Regions from separate parts of the Mus musculus genome. Here region 2 is linked to region 1. Evidence: chromatin contacts called from public HiChIP or PLAC-seq data. All regions are on one chromosome and are shown on one strand. Each heading gives the region's core, a stretch centred on a gene start, on an enhancer-like site or on the middle of the called end of the contact. The rest is flanking DNA. Distances are from core to core; before and after follow the strand shown. Region 1 holds the start of Rbpms (RNA binding protein gene with multiple splicing). Region 2 has its middle 5.6 kb from the start of Gm39157.

Region 1 (2,973 bases), core at 325-2,824:
ATTTCTTCAGGTGAAGAGGCAGTTTTTCAACTCTTCCATTCATTTAAGAGGCACCAAGTCACAACTGAGCTAAGATCTATTTTTGCATTGATTTGCATACGTTTCGATCTCTCCTGTCTTCCCCATTTAAACAGTTCCCACTTTACCAGTGGATAGTTCACGCAGGTCTGAGTTGGGTAGATGGATACTCTTCTTTAATGTTTGGTTTCACTCTCTGTGTTTAAGTTTGCACAAGCGTCCCAATACTCTCACCATACTAACTGCTTTAGAGTCAGTTCGGGTTGTGTACGTCCCCTTTATTAGGATGTAAATTACCTGTAAGAACACTTTTTTACGTTATAGTGGGATGGGCAGTTTCTGCTACTGCACACTCAATTCTGGGAGACCTTTAAAATGGTAAATATAATTTCTTGTATTCCAGATAACACATTTGCAGGAGTGAAGGCGAAACAGGATATCACAAAACTGACAAAATTCACGAGCCCCAAGTACACCCCCGTCCACCACCGGCGTTTTCAGTAAGAAACGCACCACAGCCGCAAATTGTTTGTAAATTCCGAGTGTGCCACATAAAGTTGTGATTTTCCCCCCTTTAAAAACACCCTCCACGCACCTTTGCTTTGGGGAACCCAAAGCTTTTAGCCCTTGTTACTCTACGCCCCCACCCCCACATTCGACCTCTCCCAGGTTCGGCGGGGGTCTCCGACTCATCGGAGAAGAATGCGTCCTATGAGTTATCTATTAATCCAAAATGTCTCAGCTAAGAAGATATTTCACCCAGAACTTTTAACACCGAAAGGGAGGGAGGGAGTAAGAGAGGGAGGGGAGCTGGGGTCGGAAGTATCTTTTACTGAGAACTTTCCCAGAGTTTCTCCCTTCGCCATACCTCCCTCCCTCCAATTTCCAGCTGCAAGACGCAAGAACCCAAGTCCTGACCCTCCCTGGTCCCAATCATCTGAGGTCACCCGGGAGTCAGCTCTCGATTCCGCTTTCAACATCCCGAGTAGACAAAGCTGAGCATTCTACTTACAAAAGTCTCGGGAAAGTCCTCAAAACTTATGCAATAACCAGAGGCAGGCGGACGCGCGTGGACCCAGTCCCGCGCCCTCCGGACGCCCGCGTCCCGTGCTACTCCCCCCAGCCCCGGCCCGTGCGCCCCGCGCCCCCCAGCCAGTCCCCCTCAGTACCTCCTCCTCCTGAAGGTTGGCCTCGCTCGGGGTGTTCTCCTTCTCGGCTTTGCCGCCGCCGTTCATCTTCCCGGTCCTTCGTCGCCGCGCGGGACTGGGGCGCGGGGTTGGAGGCGAGGGCGAGGGCGCGCTCGCCCGCTGCTACCTTCCCCCGGGGCGGGCTGCGGGGCTGGAGCCGGGCGGCGCAGCGGAGAGCCGAGACGGACCGGCGGGCGGGGACCTCCGAGAGGCCGGGCGAGCCCCGGAGTCGGGACGCGGCCGAGACCGAGGAGGCGAGGCGGCGGGCGCGGTTGGGACCGGAGCCGCCGAGGACGCGCTGCTGGCAGGCTCTGGGCAGCGGGGCCGCACGCAGCGCGCTTTCTCTCGCCTTCCTCCCTCCTCCCCTCCCTCCTCTCCTCCCCTCCCTCCTCTCCTCCCCTCCCTCCTCTCCTCCCTCCGCCCTCCCTGGACGTGCGCGGCCGGACGCAGCCCAGAGAGACGCGGATCGGGACAGCGAAGCCCCCCGCGAGAGGAGGGGCGCGGGGCGGAGCGGTCGAACCCAGGGCTGGGCTGGGCTGGGCTGGGTTGGGCTTGGGGGAGGGGGGGTCGGCACCGGGGTCACGAGGCCGCGGGGACCGCGGGCGGAAGGTCGGGCCGCCCCTTCTTTCTCCAACCCCGTGGACCTAGGCGTCTGGGCGGGCCAGCGGCGGTGGGCTTGGAGAGGGGGCTCAGAGCCGAGGACAAGCCTTTCGGGGTAGGGGTGGGGGGCACATGGACTGGAGCGCGCTACTTTTGTTTGCTTGCTTTTCACGACGGGTGTGCACCCAAACCCACCCTCCGTGGCAATACCCGCCGAGACTCGGTTCTTCCCGGGCAGAAAGGTGACGGGCACGCGGGACAGCCCACCACCGAGCCCCGCTTTTGCAGGACACCGCTTGCCACCCCATTGCGGGTGCCCGAGTACAGCGAAACCTCCCAGCCTCCCCCCGCCCCCCCCACTTCGGCCGCTATCGCTCTCTAGGCTTCCGGCCGCCCCTGTTCAGACTCGCACAGCCGGCACCAGACTGTTCTGGAATCGGGTCTGTTTACATCACTCTACGGGGAGCCCCTTCCTGGAATACAGGACTACGTCCTGTTTATCTCTGCCATAACTTAAGTAGGCTACCTGGAGCGTAGTCCCGGAGCGTAGTAGGCCCTCCATATGTACTTGTTGACTAAATATCCCTCACTGCCCCTCAAAGGTCAAGACATTTATCTCTAGAGAATCAAAGCAATTACCCAACACCGGATGACCGCATAGCTTCCACTTCCTCATCTATAAAATGAATAAATATTTCATACATATATACACACACATACATATTCTCCCATTTCACTGATTATATATATACACACACACATATATATTACAATCATTATATGTGTGTGTGCATATATGTATGTATGTATGAATATATATATATATCCCAGGGTTTTAGAGATTATAGGTGGGGCGAGCCTCAGGTTCCTAACACCCATACTTGCACAATTGTGGTTTACAATAGGCGGAAGCTAGCATTATTATTAAGGAAGTTTCCATTTTCCTGGTCCTAGAGAACTTTTCCAACAATAGATCCTGTAAGCTCCTAGACTTTTGACTAGTTTGGACAGACATTTAAAACCCACGATTCAGCGGATGGTGCCTGTCTCTCTGAGGAAGTTCGTCTGGCATGCCGCACCAATCACGATTTCTCATTTATGGCTTGGTTTAACTGTTTATCTCTTTCTCCCTACTCCACATTCTTTACCCTTCCCCGCTTTGTGTGCG
Region 2 (2,973 bases), core at 279-2,778, 63 kb after region 1:
GCTTAGTGGCTAAGAGCACGCACGCGCTGCTCTTGCAGAGGACGGAGTTCAGTTCCCAGCCCCCACTGGCTTTTGTAGTGCGTCACTCTAACTCCAGCTCCATATGCTTTTCTGGATTCCGCCTTTCCCCTTTCTCAATCCGTGAAGAGAAGCATCCAGGCCCAGGGCAGCCCACCTCCTACCCTACCCCCGAGCACCTCCATTTTGGAGTCCGTAGAGGAAGCCTCCGCCTGCCCCTCTCCTCAGGAAGTGCAAGGCCTGCTGTTTGTTGTGTTCTCTCCCAGCCAAGACTTGAGCCTGTTTTTGCGCGTCTGCAATTCTTACAATTTAGGGTCGTCTTGGTCAGGTTTATTTCCTCTTCCACTTAAAGAATTAAATGGGCAGGTACAGTCTCCAGCTACGGGTGGCGCAGGGAACCTCTCTGAGCACACAAAATCAGCAGGCGAGCTGGGCTCCAGGTTCTCCTAGCATCCTTCAGTCCCTACCTGGTACAGGGCGTGGCTGGCCATACCCCGCCCTCTACCCTGAATTTTCCAATCCAGGGGTGGGCTTCCTCTCACCCACCAGCTCAACACTATATAGTCCAGACATTTTGGTCCCCCACCTCTTTCTTCTCTCTCCCTCTCCTCTGCCTCCTGTTTTTCTTTCTCCCAGTCTGCAAGGCGACTTCACTGACCCCCTCCTGTGAGGTTCCTGACCCCCCACCCCCAGCTCCCCTCTTCATAAACCCGCCTTTAAAGTTTAATTAGGCTTGAATTGGCTCATTTCATGGGCAGAGATAAGTTATCAAAGGGTGACAACCAGCTTTTGTTAGAAGTGAGCACACACACACACACACACACACACACACACACACAGAGCAAGACCCTTGGCAGACAGGGATGGGACACTCAGAAACCTAAAATGACTTCTTTTCTTGAGGGCTGAGGGCTGGTCTTTGAGGGGGTCTTCATCCTCTAAATTAGGGCTGCTTAGTTTGAACAAAGACAGGGAGGCTGACAGGCCCACGGTTTGGGGTGGGAGGGGCAAACATGTCCCCAGTCTGGTCTTGAATTTCTCAGACCCGCCAACTGTCAGGGTCCACTACCCCAGGGTGGAGGTGGGGTGGGGTGGGGGTGGGGAAATCAGTCAGTCCTTTAGGTCTCCATCTTAGGTCAGAGGAAGCCGGAAGTTTGCCATCTCATCTTCCTTATCTATTTCTGGCGGATCTCCCTATCTGCCAGTCTATCAGGGCTGTGTCTACCTCCTAGGGCCTCACTCCAAGATGAGAGGGAAGCCCAGAGCCACTGCATTTGGATAAGGTTCAGGCTTTTCACAGACAAGGAAGGGACTGTTGTAGACTTGGGACAGATAGCAAGAAAGGACACCCAGAGCCACCAGGATAGCCGCAAGCAAGGGCAACAGCAAGCCCGGGACAGAGCTGGCACAAGGGATGGAGTCGCGAGCACAAACAGCCAAGGGCAAGGTGTGGAATGTGTTAAGGTGAACGGAATGTAATGAAGGGACTCCAGTGTTTACTCTGAAGCAGGCCAAACATGGCAGGACCGAAGCCAGAGTGGAAAGGATTGTTATCTAAGGCCAGCCTGGGGAGAGTGCGGAGGGAGGTGTTGGGCGTGGGTGACGGCTGATGGCCCAGAGCACATTCCAGCTTGCAGATAAGTGGAAGCAGAAAGGCCAGGCACCATTCAGCGGAAGTCTGTGATTTCACTCCTAATGTCAGTGAAACTAAAGCACAGAGGACGCCCCTCCCCACTTTTATAGTACTTGGATGGAGCCTTTGTTCGGATCCTTGTGCTAGTGAGTCTTGTACCACCAATTTAAAGGGTTGTTTTGTCTGTTTTTGCTTTTTGTTCTTGTTTTTGTTTTGTTTTGTTTTTTGAGACAAGGTCTCACTATGTAGCCCTGACTGTCCTGAAACTCACTCTGTAGACCAGTCTGTCCTCGAACTCACAGAGACCCTCTTGCCTCTCGAATAGTGGGATTAAAGGTTTAAGCCACCACGCCTGGTTCCTTAGAGAACATTCCAGGTCATGTTGATCCCTCCCTTCACACTGGGACAGACACTTTGCTGTCAGCTCCCTGGGAAACGCAGCTGCCCCAGCTCTGGAGACAAGCTCTTGTGCTTCAGCTCCTCTTAACCCAAAAATGAAAATGACAAAAATTAAGGTTATTTATTTAATATTTTTGAGACAGGTCGAACTAGGTAGCCCGCTGGTTTGGAGCTTCATTATGTAATCTGAAACTCACAGAGATCCACCTGTCTCTGCCTCCGGGGCACTGGAATTAAAGGTGGGAGTCACCACAGCCAGTTTACTAGTTTTTGACTTTTCTTATTTCCAATGGCAGGTAGGTTTTGGTTTTTTCCACATTTGTTTGTTTAATTTACATTTGATTGTCACCTTTTATTGGACCATCAAGTCTCGGTCAGGATTTAAAAAGATTCCGCTTTAACTGAACTCTTCAAGGTTGGTAAGTAAAGTGCTTTCCAGGGCAGTAGGTGTGGTATCCTAGCTCACTTGTTTGAATTTCTGGTAAGAAATGCTGAAAAGAACACAGGCTTCTGGCACCAGATTAACCCAACCATGTTCCCTTTGCCCACTGATGGGCTTAAGGTACTGGCCACAACCTCTGAAAGACTCCAGCTTTTGTGGGTGAGACCCACCATCAATACCCAGTTCTGCAGGTCTTCCCACTTAACGCCCATGAGTTTCTTCTCCTTCCGTGGCAGACTGACACCTGCTTGAAGATTTTTTTACTGAAACCATCAATCTCCTTCCGTTAGCTGACAGCCACGGGGGCCGCCCCTGACAGCAGCGTAGTAATAAATCCTCAACAGTGATAAATGTATGTCCCCTGGATAAACTTGATTCCTTTTGTTGACTTCACCTTGTCTGCAGAGCAAACTGAATGAAAAGAAAAAGAACAACAACAACAAGAAGAAATAAAAGGGAACATGACCTGTTCCAGGCGTGG

The links. HiChIP or PLAC-seq counts read pairs in DNA pulled down with a chosen protein or histone mark.
Region 2: a contact with region 1 is called in an H3K27ac HiChIP or PLAC-seq map of heart atrium, with 26 read pairs. The contact joins the enhancer-like site here to the promoter of Rbpms in region 1. A contact is called at or near these places in 1 of 39 promoter capture datasets (liver), 7 of 484 Hi-C or Micro-C datasets (the AML12 cell line, the HL-1 cell line, embryonic stem cells and 2 more) and 4 of 115 datasets of contacts at active chromatin or transcription factors (extraembryonic endoderm stem cells, heart atrium, pancreatic cancer cells and 1 more).

The regions. Positions count from the first base shown.
Region 1 is chr8:33,928,289-33,931,261 of GRCm38.p6, forward strand. Rbpms (RNA binding protein gene with multiple splicing) reads right to left here and starts at 1,575. Exons shown (of 8, transcript NM_001042674.2): 1 at 1,188-1,575. The coding sequence starts at 1,253.
Region 2 is chr8:33,991,598-33,994,570 of GRCm38.p6, forward strand. No RefSeq gene overlaps it. Among named protein-coding and RNA genes, the nearest start is that of Gm39157, 5.6 kb to the left of the region's middle. Within about 2 kb of position 1,529, at least 98 of the 459 cell types and tissues checked have an H3K27ac peak or open chromatin away from gene starts, as enhancers often do. A contact at or near this core is called in the AML12 cell line, embryonic stem cells, extraembryonic endoderm stem cells and 4 more, where this site is marked.